3 separate regions of the Mus musculus genome follow, and regions 2 and 3 are each linked to region 1. The links are chromatin contacts, called in public Hi-C and HiChIP or PLAC-seq maps. All regions are on one chromosome and are shown on one strand. The core of a region is the stretch at or near the end of the contact, and the rest is flanking DNA. Distances in the headings are between cores, read along the strand shown. Region 1 holds the start of Sox1ot (Sox1 overlapping transcript). Region 2 has its middle 51 kb from the start of Gm33029. Region 3 has its middle 26 kb from the start of Gm33029.

Region 1 (3,526 bases), core at 760-3,259:
GGGTGAGACTACAAACCTCGGAGGCAGAACATCTGTGGGAGGTTTCTCCTGAGGGACCACTTCCCTCCACCCCAGTCACCCTTTCCAGCCTCTTCCTCAGTCTTTAACTCCCAGGCTCAATCGCTTTAGTAGGGCCCAGTAGGAAGCCACCTGGTGGCTTTCTGTTCAACTTCACTGAGCGCCCAAACATCTCCCGTGGGAGTCCTTGTTCAGGTAGTGCTACAAGGTCTGCCTTGCTCTGTCCTAAAACTCCTAGGTGAGGAAACCTGACGGAGTGCAGGAGGGGGACAACTCTCTTTCCTCTTTCCTGAGGATGCTGAATTTGACCACAGTCAGTGTTCACACCCCAGCTCTACTGGGCCTGTGGCCAGTGAGGGTGTTTCCTAGCAGCGACACCCACCCGCCAAGCTGCAGGAGATAAAACTACTGAGGACCAAGTAGGACTCTTCTCTCCAGCGGGAGGGAAAAACCTCCTCTGAACCTATCAGGGTGCAATGAAAGCAGCTACCTTCCAAGCCCAGCTTTCCACAAAGGGGCATCCAGAACGCGGGGCGGGGCGGGGGGGGGGGCTTCGCACTGCAGGAAATCAATGGCAGAAAGCGGGCCTTTAATGGGTTAATTGACTGGAGGCCTCTATCGCCTTCAAACACCTGTTTCCTGCCAGTGGAGGCGGCCTGTCTGGTCCCTGCCTAGGTCGATGATGTGTCTGTCCGCCTTGCTCGCTCATCGACTCTAGCCCGTGCCGAAAATCCATTTCACCTCTGAAAGACGCTGACTACTTCCGTCTGCCTGCTACTGGAACTGGGTAAAAGAGGGTGCAGATGAGGGTGGTCAGCGGTGTCCTAGAGACTTCTGAGTGTGCACAAGTTTAACTAAAAACAAAAAACAAAAACAACAACAACAACAACAAAAACCCAAACCAAACCCTAATGGTGCGTTTGACGAGGGAGGACGCCACCACCTAGGCTGGGCCTTTATGCCAGGGTCACCCCTACCTAGGGAGGGCCCTCGAGGCGTGCAGTCCTCAAGATCAGACTGCGGGAGTCCTCCTCTCGCCGGCGCACGACCTCCACCGCGCCAGTGCGGCTTCTGGGCAGGGACCGGGTCCAAAGGCACTCTGCGAGTAGAGGGCTCCCGGCTGATTGATTTTTTTTTTTTTTGTAGCAGAATTAATACAGTCAAGTCTGTCGGTCAGTCAAAGTAAAATTGATTCTTTGCCCAAAACACCTCTCACTAAGTGGCACACGCTTCAACATGTTAATTTTTTGAAGGTAATTTCAACCCGTGGGTTTAGTTCTCGATGCTGCCTCGGGTGGTGGCAAAGAGCCCGCAGCCTGGCCTCGGTAGGGCCGGGGGCGGGGCGGAGGCAGGCGACCTGAAGGAGTACCGCCACCCACTAAATCTTGCCCCCGTAGCCACAGGGCTCGATCTCCCTTCTTCTCCATCTTGAAGGGCGATCCACCTAGACAAGGCGTTGGGCCGTTGGGCGGTGGCCAATCCGAAAGGCTAAGGACCGGGGAGGAGTGAACTTACAGATAAGAAAATGACCAATGGACCCGCGAGACCGCTCGGAAGCTCATCCCCCCCCCCTTACCGGGCCACTCTCCACAGAGGCCAGCAGGTTGCGAGCACCCTGCACAACCTCCCGGAAAGTATCGATGGAGACCCGCGTCCATCCTTGCGCCTCTCCCGCCACCAATCCCTGCTCGGCCGGTGGAGCCCCCGCGCGCGAGTTCGAGACACACTTACAGTTAGTTCTTCCTGCAGCCCGCCGGGTCCGCAGCGCTTGGCCCGCCTGCACCTTCGCAGCCCTGTCTGGTTGCGGGCCGCGTGGGACCTGGGCTCCCCGCAGGCCAAGCGCACGCGCTGAAGCCCGCGGACCCCGGCCCGGCCAGGCTCCGAGCAGCGACGGCGCCCGCGCCACGCGCACGCACACTCACACGCGCACCCCCGCTCGCACACTCGCTCGCACAAGCTCCTTGCTCCTCGTTCGGCACACACACTCGCAGACGCACACACTGCAGGCGAGAGAGACAAGAAAATGAAATTTATTATTGATAGAAAAGACTCGCAAGACAATTTCAGGTTATTGTTTCTCTCTGGAAAAGGGGGATCCCGCCACATAATGAAGCGCCTTTTGTGTGGCACTGAACAATACCAAACAAGTATTCTAATAAATAGCCGCGTTTTTGTTCCTGCTCGGCAGTGAATAGAAGGGAGCCGTTGCTTCGCGAGCAGCTGGGACGCCGAGCCGAGCGGGGAGGTGGAGCCGCTGCTCGCCCTCCTCTAGCCGCTCCCCAGCCGGGTCCCCGCCGCTCCCTATTCGCCGGCGCCCGCCGCCCCTCCCGCTGGCCCGACCGCAGAGGTTCGGGACCCTTGGACCATAGGGATTCCTCCCCCTCCTCCAGAGACGATGGCACCCCCTATCCCTGTCAGCAGTCACTTGTGGCATCCCACGGGCGGCGACTGTCACCTGGAGCGGCTTTCCGGCTTTCCCTACCTCTTGCAGGAGGGACGCCCCCACCCGCACTCCTGAGTCAGCGCGGTCATTGCGCGGGATCTGAGCCGCGCGCCCCCTCCGCCCCCACCGCGTCCTCGCAGTGGGTTTTTTTCAGCTCTGCTCTCGGCTGGAGCTTTGTTGTCTCGCCGAGGGGACACCTTGGACGTGGGCGCTGCGCCAGGCCTCCCCCGGAGCAGCGAGGGCAGGTTTCCCCCCTCCTACGATGCGCTCCTCAACCCCACCCCCCTCCAGTGCTCGCTCTACCAAGGGCAGCAACAGAAGGAAAGACAGAGTCTAAGGATCAGTGTGTGAACACAAAGCTCTCAGGTTAAAAAAGACAAGACGAAGAAAAAGGAAAGAAAAGAAAAAAAGAAAAAGAAAAAGAAAGTCGCCCAGACAGGAGTCTGTCAGGGTGCACACAGGGAGAGGGAGTGGGGCGGGACTCTCAGGGGCAGTAGCCATTGCGTGGCCAGCCTGTCTGCATGGGTGGGGGGGGGGCACGACCCTCCCAACACTCTGTAATCCCCTCCTTTGGCGGGTCCCTGACCCTGGCCTCTGCAAGGCTGGAGCTGCCGACCAGCCCACCGCTAAGCAGGGTGAACGGCCCGGGACGGGATGCAGCTCAGGAGAGAACCTCTGAGAAGGAGCCCGGCTGCAGCCGCTCAAGTCTGGCTTTCAGTTTCTCCTCGCTTCCAGGTCTCTCTTTCCCCTTTGGTCCCTAACTGTAGGAAGGTGTCAGCACTTTGGACTGGAGACCCAAACCCTCTGCGACACCTAGGAAATGTTCCAGGAGCAAACTTTCTTTTTTCTTTCTTTTCTTAAAGGGATGATAACTCCCAAAGCATTTACAATTCACTCTCAACCTAAGGAAAGACGTTCACTTTATATATATATGTATGTATAAAAATTGTACAAACAAAGCACACGTGACAGTACCAGTGTTTGCTCACCCGGTCGGGGTGCTGGCAGTGTGTACTTATCTGAAGCACACTCTCCTGGACAAATGCATGCGCCCCTCCCCCCGCA
Region 2 (3,526 bases), core at 519-3,018, 200 kb after region 1:
TTAGGCAAGGAGAATCTTAAACCACACTACCTGTGATGGTTTGTATATGCTCTGCCCAGGGAGTGGCATGATTAGAAGGTGTGGCCTTGTTGGAGTAGGTGTGTCACTGTGGGTGTGGGCTTTAAGACCCTCATCCTAGCTGCCTAGAAGTCAGTCTTTCACTAGCAGCCTTCAGATGGAGATGTAGAACTCTCAGCTCTGCCGACCCCATGCCCGCCTAGATTCTGCCCTGCTGCCATCTTGATGATAATGGACTGAACCTCTGAAACTGTAAGCCAGCCCCAATTAAATGTTGCCCTTTATAAGACTTGTCTTGGTCATGGTGTCTGTTCACAGTAGTAAAAACCTAACTAAGACCACCTATGAGGTAGGTACCTTTTTACAGGAGTGGACTTCTTCAGTGTGGCACCTGAGATGGTTGAGCGCATGTCGAGTCCAAGCTGGTATCAAAATGACAGGATGTATTAGCTGATTTTGTGTCAACTTGACAAATGCTACACATCACCCCCTGGGCTGGTGGACCCTGGTTCTGTAAGAAAGCAGGCTGAGTAAGCCATGTAAAGCAAACTAGTAAGCAGCACCCTCCATGGCCTCTGCATCAGCTCCTGCCTCCAGGTTCCAGCCCTGTGTGAGTTCCTGTCCTGACTTACCTCAGTAACGGACTATTACCTGGAAGTATAAGCCAAATAAATCCTTTCTTCCAAACTTGCTTTTGGTGTTTTGTCACAGTAATAGAAACCCAAACTAAGACACCCTTAGTTTCCTTTCTATTGCTGTGATAAAAATATCAGGCAAAAGTAACTTAAGGAAGAAAGAGGTTTTGCTTTGTTTCATTTTGCTTTTTGTATTGTTTGGTTTTTTGGCCTTTGGCTTACAGGTCGAGTTGACAGTCACCATGGAGGGGAAGTCAAACTGTCAGGAGCTGGAAAGAACCAGTTACTTTGCATCCACAGTCAAGAGTAGAGAGTAATGAGTTTATGCAGGCTACATACACCCTGCTTACCCTCCAGATTTTATATGGTCTAGGGAATGGTTCCACCCACTATTACGATGGGCTTTTCTATATCTATTTACATAAACAAGATATTCCTTTGTGGGAATATCTGGAGGATAACACCCTCCCAGGTGTGCCCAGAAGCCTGTCTCCTAGGTCCTGTTGACAACTCTGACTGTTGACAACCCTGACTGTTAGAGACTGTTAGAGAAGGACTGTTAGGTCCTTCTCAAACACAGCAGGGTCATCTCCAGGACTCCTTCCTAATCTTGCAGTTCACCCAGGCACAGCCATGCTAGGAGCACCCACTAGGGTCTACTCCAGCAACATCGATACCATGTGTTTTCTGGACACCAGCAGGATTTGGACAAAGTTGGATCTTACTGCTATTACCACAGCAGGCCTGGCTCCCACCTTCTGCACACATGCACACATGCACACACTCTGCTTTATGGACTCCTTTCCCCAACCCCTTCCATACTTTTGACCACCATGAGGCTTGACAAGTAATGTTTGAATGGCTGTACTTGGCTCTTCTGTGAGTTACTCTCTGAGAGAAGGATCTTATAAAGTCCCCATGATATCTCACAATGTGTCCCCCATAGACTAGCAGTAGGGAAGGGTTTGGCAGGATTGGGCACATGCATATCATACCAACCAGAGCACAATCCGAATGCACTTTGCAAAACCTGGAGGTAATTAGCTGTTAACTTGCTAGTGATCCCAGCCCTGAGCACTGAACCAAGCCCCTGCTAGATGTTCAGCTCCTCTTATTTAACCTTCCTGGATCTTGGAACAGCACACAGCCTATTATCTACACTGCTCTGCATTGTCTCTGCCTGGGAAGAGAACATTAAGCTGCCTTTGAAATCTTCATCCTGCCACTATCTGCATGCATTAGCATATCTTATGATTTAAATCTAATTATCGGAGCTTTCCAAGGGATGGAACTGAAAGTGATCATTGAGGGAGCACTTTAACACTGACAGAAGAGGCCGAGAAAGAGCCAACAGAGAAGCTTCCATACGACCGTGCTTAACCTGAGGACAGATCAGACTCGAAGAGGAAATGAAGGCAACCTGCTCCATTATCGAAACTGCCCGGTGCTCACACAGACCACAGGCTTGTCCCACTGCTGTATCCAGAGATGCTATGCTTGCTGTCACAACAAAAGATCATCATTTTCTCCAAGCAACAGCAACTCCAAGCAAGCATCCTAAACACTGGGCATTTCTCAAAGCAAGCATCACCGCCAAGATGTGTTTCCTGGAGGACTTGTAATGCGTTCTTCTGAGAGGCCAAGCAATTCATTGACCCTGTGCCAAAAGCACTGAGGTGTGACACTGAGTTTGCCCTCAGCTGGGTTTTGCAGGGCAGCTGGAGCCTGTCATGTTAGTCCAAGAAGCGAGACGCTAAGGTCAGGGTCTCAGAATGAGGGTGGAACTGCCTGATGCTGCTCCGTGGTTTGCAGATGCCTTTCTCTCCCAGAACTTTCTACCACCTTCCATTTACTGTGCCTGATACAGTTGTAACACCTCCCTTGTTCACAGACCCCAGTGATCTTGGATTAGGGTCCACCCAGTCTGTTCATTTTAACTTGCTTTTCGTCCACTCTGAACATCCACCTAGAACACAGGCTTTTCAGGTAAGAAAACTGCCCATTCTCTAACAGCCCAACAGCCCAGGGAACGGGCATCTTAGGCATCAGGAAATCAGCTCTACCAATGCCCCCTGTGGCTGCTCAAGGAGATATTTAGCTCCTCCAGGAGAGCTGGAATGGTTGATGTAGTCACAGGCAGGCTCAGCCTAACAGCTCATCTTCTCAGCCCAGGAGGCTCTGCTCTTGGACCACATGCTGAGAGATTGCAAGAGCCCTGCCACACCTGCTTAAGGAGTGCCAGCTCCCATGAAGGGATGCCAACTCATCAGACACATGTACTACAGCGCTCAACCTCCAACTCCTACTTGCCCCCAAGCCCTGTGCCTGGGATGTATCCTAAACAACATGGCATTGTGAAGTAAGATTTTGTCTATAGACAGGCTTCTCATATGAGCACTGAAATGAGGCTTTAGGGGACTGACAGAGCACAGACAGTCATCTCTGCTCAGAACCTGAGGTGCTGACTATTGCCAACAATGCCTCCCCGCTCGTGACAGAAGTTGATGGTCCTGTGGGCCGACCAGCTGCTGCTATGGCAATGCCTGACTCAATGCAGAAGGAGTTGATTGCCTCTGCTTTAGAAGTCTCAATACCTGATAGTGAGCAGGGTATGGCAGAGCCTGACAGCTCATACCATGGCAGCCAGGAAACACAGGCACACTCACACACACATGCACACACACACATACATGTGTATGCACACAGACTCACATGTACACACTCGTCTGCACACATACATGTACACACAGTGCACATACATGCACACACAGTTGTATGCACACATTCTCACACATGCACACATGCACGTGCACACACATATACACTCACACTTGCATGCACACACACATGCATATGCATGCACATGCACATAC
Region 3 (3,526 bases), core at 354-2,853, 170 kb after region 1:
ATCACTCATAGAGTGCTCTGGGCTCCTGCTCTTGACCAAGTGTGCCCAGTATGCAGCCGTGCAGCTGCAGGAGGCAGGCCCAGGACAGTTAGCAATGTGTCCCAATTCAAAACTATAATCTAACCCAATGTAAATGACAATGGCTTGCATCAATGGCAAAAAGTCAGACATGCCTGGTAGCCTTATAACCCCTTAGTGTAGCTCTATACTTCTCTGTGGTGAGAGACACTGGCTTGTCCCCTCCCAGGTGCAAAGGGCCACCTCAGTACTTGTGGGTACTAACTGCCCATCCAGAACCTTCCTGTGAAGCCATCTTACTTCTTAGAACAAAGAGTACATTTGCTCATACTTATTTCCTTTATGTCTTCTACAGCCTTCGGTGGACAGTGGCTCTGGGAATTAGCTGAGGACCAGACTGAACTGGGGACCACGTACCTGCCTGACAGAAGCAGGGGGCTACACAACTCACAGGGTAGACTTGTCTGCTGTCCTGACTCCTCTCACCCCACCTGGCAGGAAGACGAAGCCATTTTGCCTCTGTGGTTCTCAGACCATACCTCCTTTTCGGCTTTGAGGGCAGGGCCTGCAGGCCTCTCTCCCTAACGCCAGTTATCTGGAGAAGTACAGATATCTGGAGGATGCACACACTTTCTGTACATCCAGGCCACCTCTGTTTCTTCCATGATAGTTCCAGAATGTTCTATGCCACCCCACCCCCACCCCAGTCAGTGTCACAAGTACGAGGAGCTGTGCTGGCTCAGACTGCTGTAGAAGGCTGGTGTGGAATGGCCCCCTTAAACTCTCAGCAACACAAATGGCTGCAGTAGACTTGTATAAGACCAGGGATACTAACGTTCCCCCATGGGGAGGAGTAAGCATGAGGCCCTGCCCCAGGGATACAAAAGCAGGTACTAGTTACTGAGACATTTTCCTTTGGGATACGGATGCTTTCAAGTTGTCTGTGCTCCTGTGTTCGGGCCTAATTAAACTCACTGTTCACCTGAGCTATAAAGACAGACTCTGAAGTCTTTTCTTCCTGTTCTACTCACGGTCTTCCTGCCCTCTAACATGCTTCTGCCAGAGGTGGGAGTGGGAGCGTCAGATCTCGGACCTGACAGCCTGAGCTTCTTCCCCTTTAATCAGAGTAGGGTGTGGGAGAGCATAACGCACAGCGAAAAGAACCAATGAGCTGGTGACGTCTGTACTGTGGCAGCTTCCCACCTCCCCTCCTGACCTGCATCCCCTTGCTACCGTATTCCCCTGCCACGCAAAAGCTGCATGCCTGCCTAAAATCGTAAAATCTCCACACACACACACACACACACCCACTTAACTCCTGGGCTCCTGAGCACCCCTCGGGGCACCCCTTCTTTCCCACTTCCATGGAGGCCCAAGTGCCCCCTCAGTCCTGATTACATTGTGCATGAATCATGTTTTAATGTTTGCTTTAATACACACAGAGTCTTTAAACAATAATAATAAGAGGAGAAAAAAATCGGCAAACAGCATCAGAGAGAGGAAATCTCTTTCTTAACATAGAAGCGGGTCTCTTGGCGTCACGGGGGAGAACTGAACAGCGAGCCTGACAACATAATTAGAAGATTGTTACTGGGAAGGGAGAGGCATTCTTTATACAGCTCCTGCTCTCTCAATAAGATTATCCTCCCTGAATAGCTAATCAGCTTTTTTCCAGTTCCCCAAATCCGGGGCTCGGGCTCCTCTCCCCGTTCTTCCCGCTCGCTTGCTCACTAAATGGCAAACGGTGACACCTCGGAGGGGAAATTTCAAGTGTTAACGAAATTTCAAGTGTTAACGGGATGTGAGCAAACATGGAGATGGAGGGTGCGGGGAGAGGGGGGCTCCGGAAGATTAGCAGCAATTTAGGAAGACGGCACTGTCACACCTGGGTTGACAGCGGCTGACAGGGGCTGTTGATCTCTGCTCCCACCTCAAATTTGAGTGTCACACTTCAACAGAAAAGAGCAGAGTGAAGGGATGCTTCCTGGAGTCAGAGTGGAATGCACAGCCCATGTTCACAGCACTTAGGACGAGCAAGGGATAGGTGGAGCAAGGGTCTACCCACCCACACCATCCATGCTACTAGCTCCCATCCAGAGGGCAAGCGACCAAGGGTCAGACAGTTGTGTTGCCCAGAGTAACCATGGAGCACTGGACTGCTTCTGGAAGGGAGGGTCTCTTTGCGACAATCCTGGAATCTTACAGAAATGACTTTTCAAAGCGGCTGAACCACTGCTCCAGTCTCCCTCCGCTGACACTGGTTTAAACTATGTAGCTGTTGCCTGAGCAATTCTGGATAACTGAGGTGGTGCTGGAAAACCACAGGACCAGCTGGATCTACTGAAGTATGGGAAGGACTCCCCTGTCAGTGGTCCTGAGAACTTCCGCATCCCTCACCCCAAGTACCACTAGGGTAGGGGATAAGTTTGCTCACAGGACCACTGCTGACCCGCTCCACTGCTAGCCTGTGTTATGGGAGACCAGAAAAGATGGATGCTGCCCCGCCCCTGAAGGACCAGAGTTGAAGAAACAGTTCAGATTTGGGCTGTGGATGTGAGCCCTGAGCCTGAGAGGAGGGAAGGATTTCAATGTCCACAGCCTGTCTGTGAACGGGGATTCCTCAACAGGGTCCCCTCCGTAGTTCAGAAGAGCCGCAGAACAAAAGCTACATTGTTACAACCAGATTGGGAAGGGAGGGGTGCTAGAGAGACGGGTTGCTCAGTGGGTAAAACCCTGAACTTCTCTTGCGCAGGACCTGATTTTGGTTCCCAGCACAGGTCTCAACCTCCTGTAACTTCAGCTCCAGGGGATTTGATGCCTCTGGTCTTCCTGGGAGAACTCAAAACAAGTGTATGTAACACACACAAACACACATACATACACACAAATAATTCTTAAAACAAACAAACAAATACATGCAGAGGTGTGGGAGGTGACCATCACATAGGGGACAGAGGTCATCCCACACACTCCATCATCTCCGATCACCTCAGCGCTCAGAGCAGAGGCAGCTCTAATTCCTCCTCTTAGAAGATCCCACTTCCAGCTTAATCGTGGTGAGTGACAGGCGCTTGCGCCTAGACCTTCTGCACTCTGAGCCCAGGCTCCCTAAGGACAATGTGGTGAGCTGGACCCCAGATAGCAGCACATACGTGCATGCCACCGCTCTAATGAACATGTGCACACTCCTTCATTCCGCCCGCCAAAGCAATAGCCACCTCTCTTGCTTTCTGGTCACAGAGACCTTGTCTGTGTGTGACTTGAGCTGTCCTTTTTCCACAGAGCAGCTGTAACCACAAAGCTGGCCTGGCCACAGTCTGTAGTGAGCATCTTGGCCCTGGTTGCTTTGGTTACTTTTTTTCCTTGGGGAATCTTTATGGCAAAGTCTTGGCTGACACCATGTCTACAATATGTATACCTATGTTTCATGAGACAGCCCTACCCATGGGCTTGACGTGGCTTCCTGTGACCGACCCTCTCCTTGTCACTTGCTCCCTGGAGGCTCATA

Evidence for each region. Hi-C and Micro-C count contacts between places; a contact is called where the count stands out from the background. HiChIP or PLAC-seq counts read pairs in DNA pulled down with a chosen protein or histone mark.
Region 2: a contact with region 1 is called in a Hi-C map of cortical neurons, with 2.5 times the contacts expected there. The contact joins the enhancer-like site here to the promoter of Sox1ot in region 1. A contact is called at or near these places in 8 of 484 Hi-C or Micro-C datasets (cerebral cortex, cortical neurons, embryonic cerebral cortex and 1 more), 12 of 115 datasets of contacts at active chromatin or transcription factors (craniofacial prominence, embryonic basal ganglia, embryonic forebrain and 8 more) and 1 of 9 other capture datasets (embryonic stem cells).
Region 3: a contact with region 1 is called in an H3K4me3 HiChIP or PLAC-seq map of embryonic forebrain, with 4 times the contacts expected there. The contact joins the enhancer-like site here to the promoter of Sox1ot in region 1. A contact is called at or near these places in 4 of 39 promoter capture datasets (cranial neural crest, hippocampal neurons, liver and 1 more), 4 of 484 Hi-C or Micro-C datasets (embryonic fibroblasts, embryonic stem cells, myocytes and 1 more), 8 of 115 datasets of contacts at active chromatin or transcription factors (SST interneurons, craniofacial prominence, embryonic basal ganglia and 5 more) and 1 of 9 other capture datasets (embryonic stem cells).

Annotation. Positions count from the first base shown.
Region 1 is chr8:12,384,254-12,387,779 of GRCm38.p6, reverse strand. It overlaps Sox1ot (Sox1 overlapping transcript), which reads right to left and starts at 2,009. Exons shown (of 8, transcript NR_027975.2): 1 at 1,750-2,009.
Region 2 is chr8:12,187,458-12,190,983 of GRCm38.p6, reverse strand. No RefSeq gene overlaps it. Among named protein-coding and RNA genes, the nearest start is that of Gm33029, 51 kb to the left of the region's middle. Within about 2 kb of position 1,768, at least 7 of the 459 cell types and tissues checked have an H3K27ac peak or open chromatin away from gene starts, as enhancers often do. A contact at or near this core is called in cortical neurons, where this site is marked.
Region 3 is chr8:12,212,523-12,216,048 of GRCm38.p6, reverse strand. No RefSeq gene overlaps it. Among named protein-coding and RNA genes, the nearest start is that of Gm33029, 26 kb to the left of the region's middle. Within about 2 kb of position 1,603, at least 18 of the 459 cell types and tissues checked have an H3K27ac peak or open chromatin away from gene starts, as enhancers often do. A contact at or near this core is called in SST interneurons, embryonic basal ganglia, embryonic forebrain and 1 more, where this site is marked.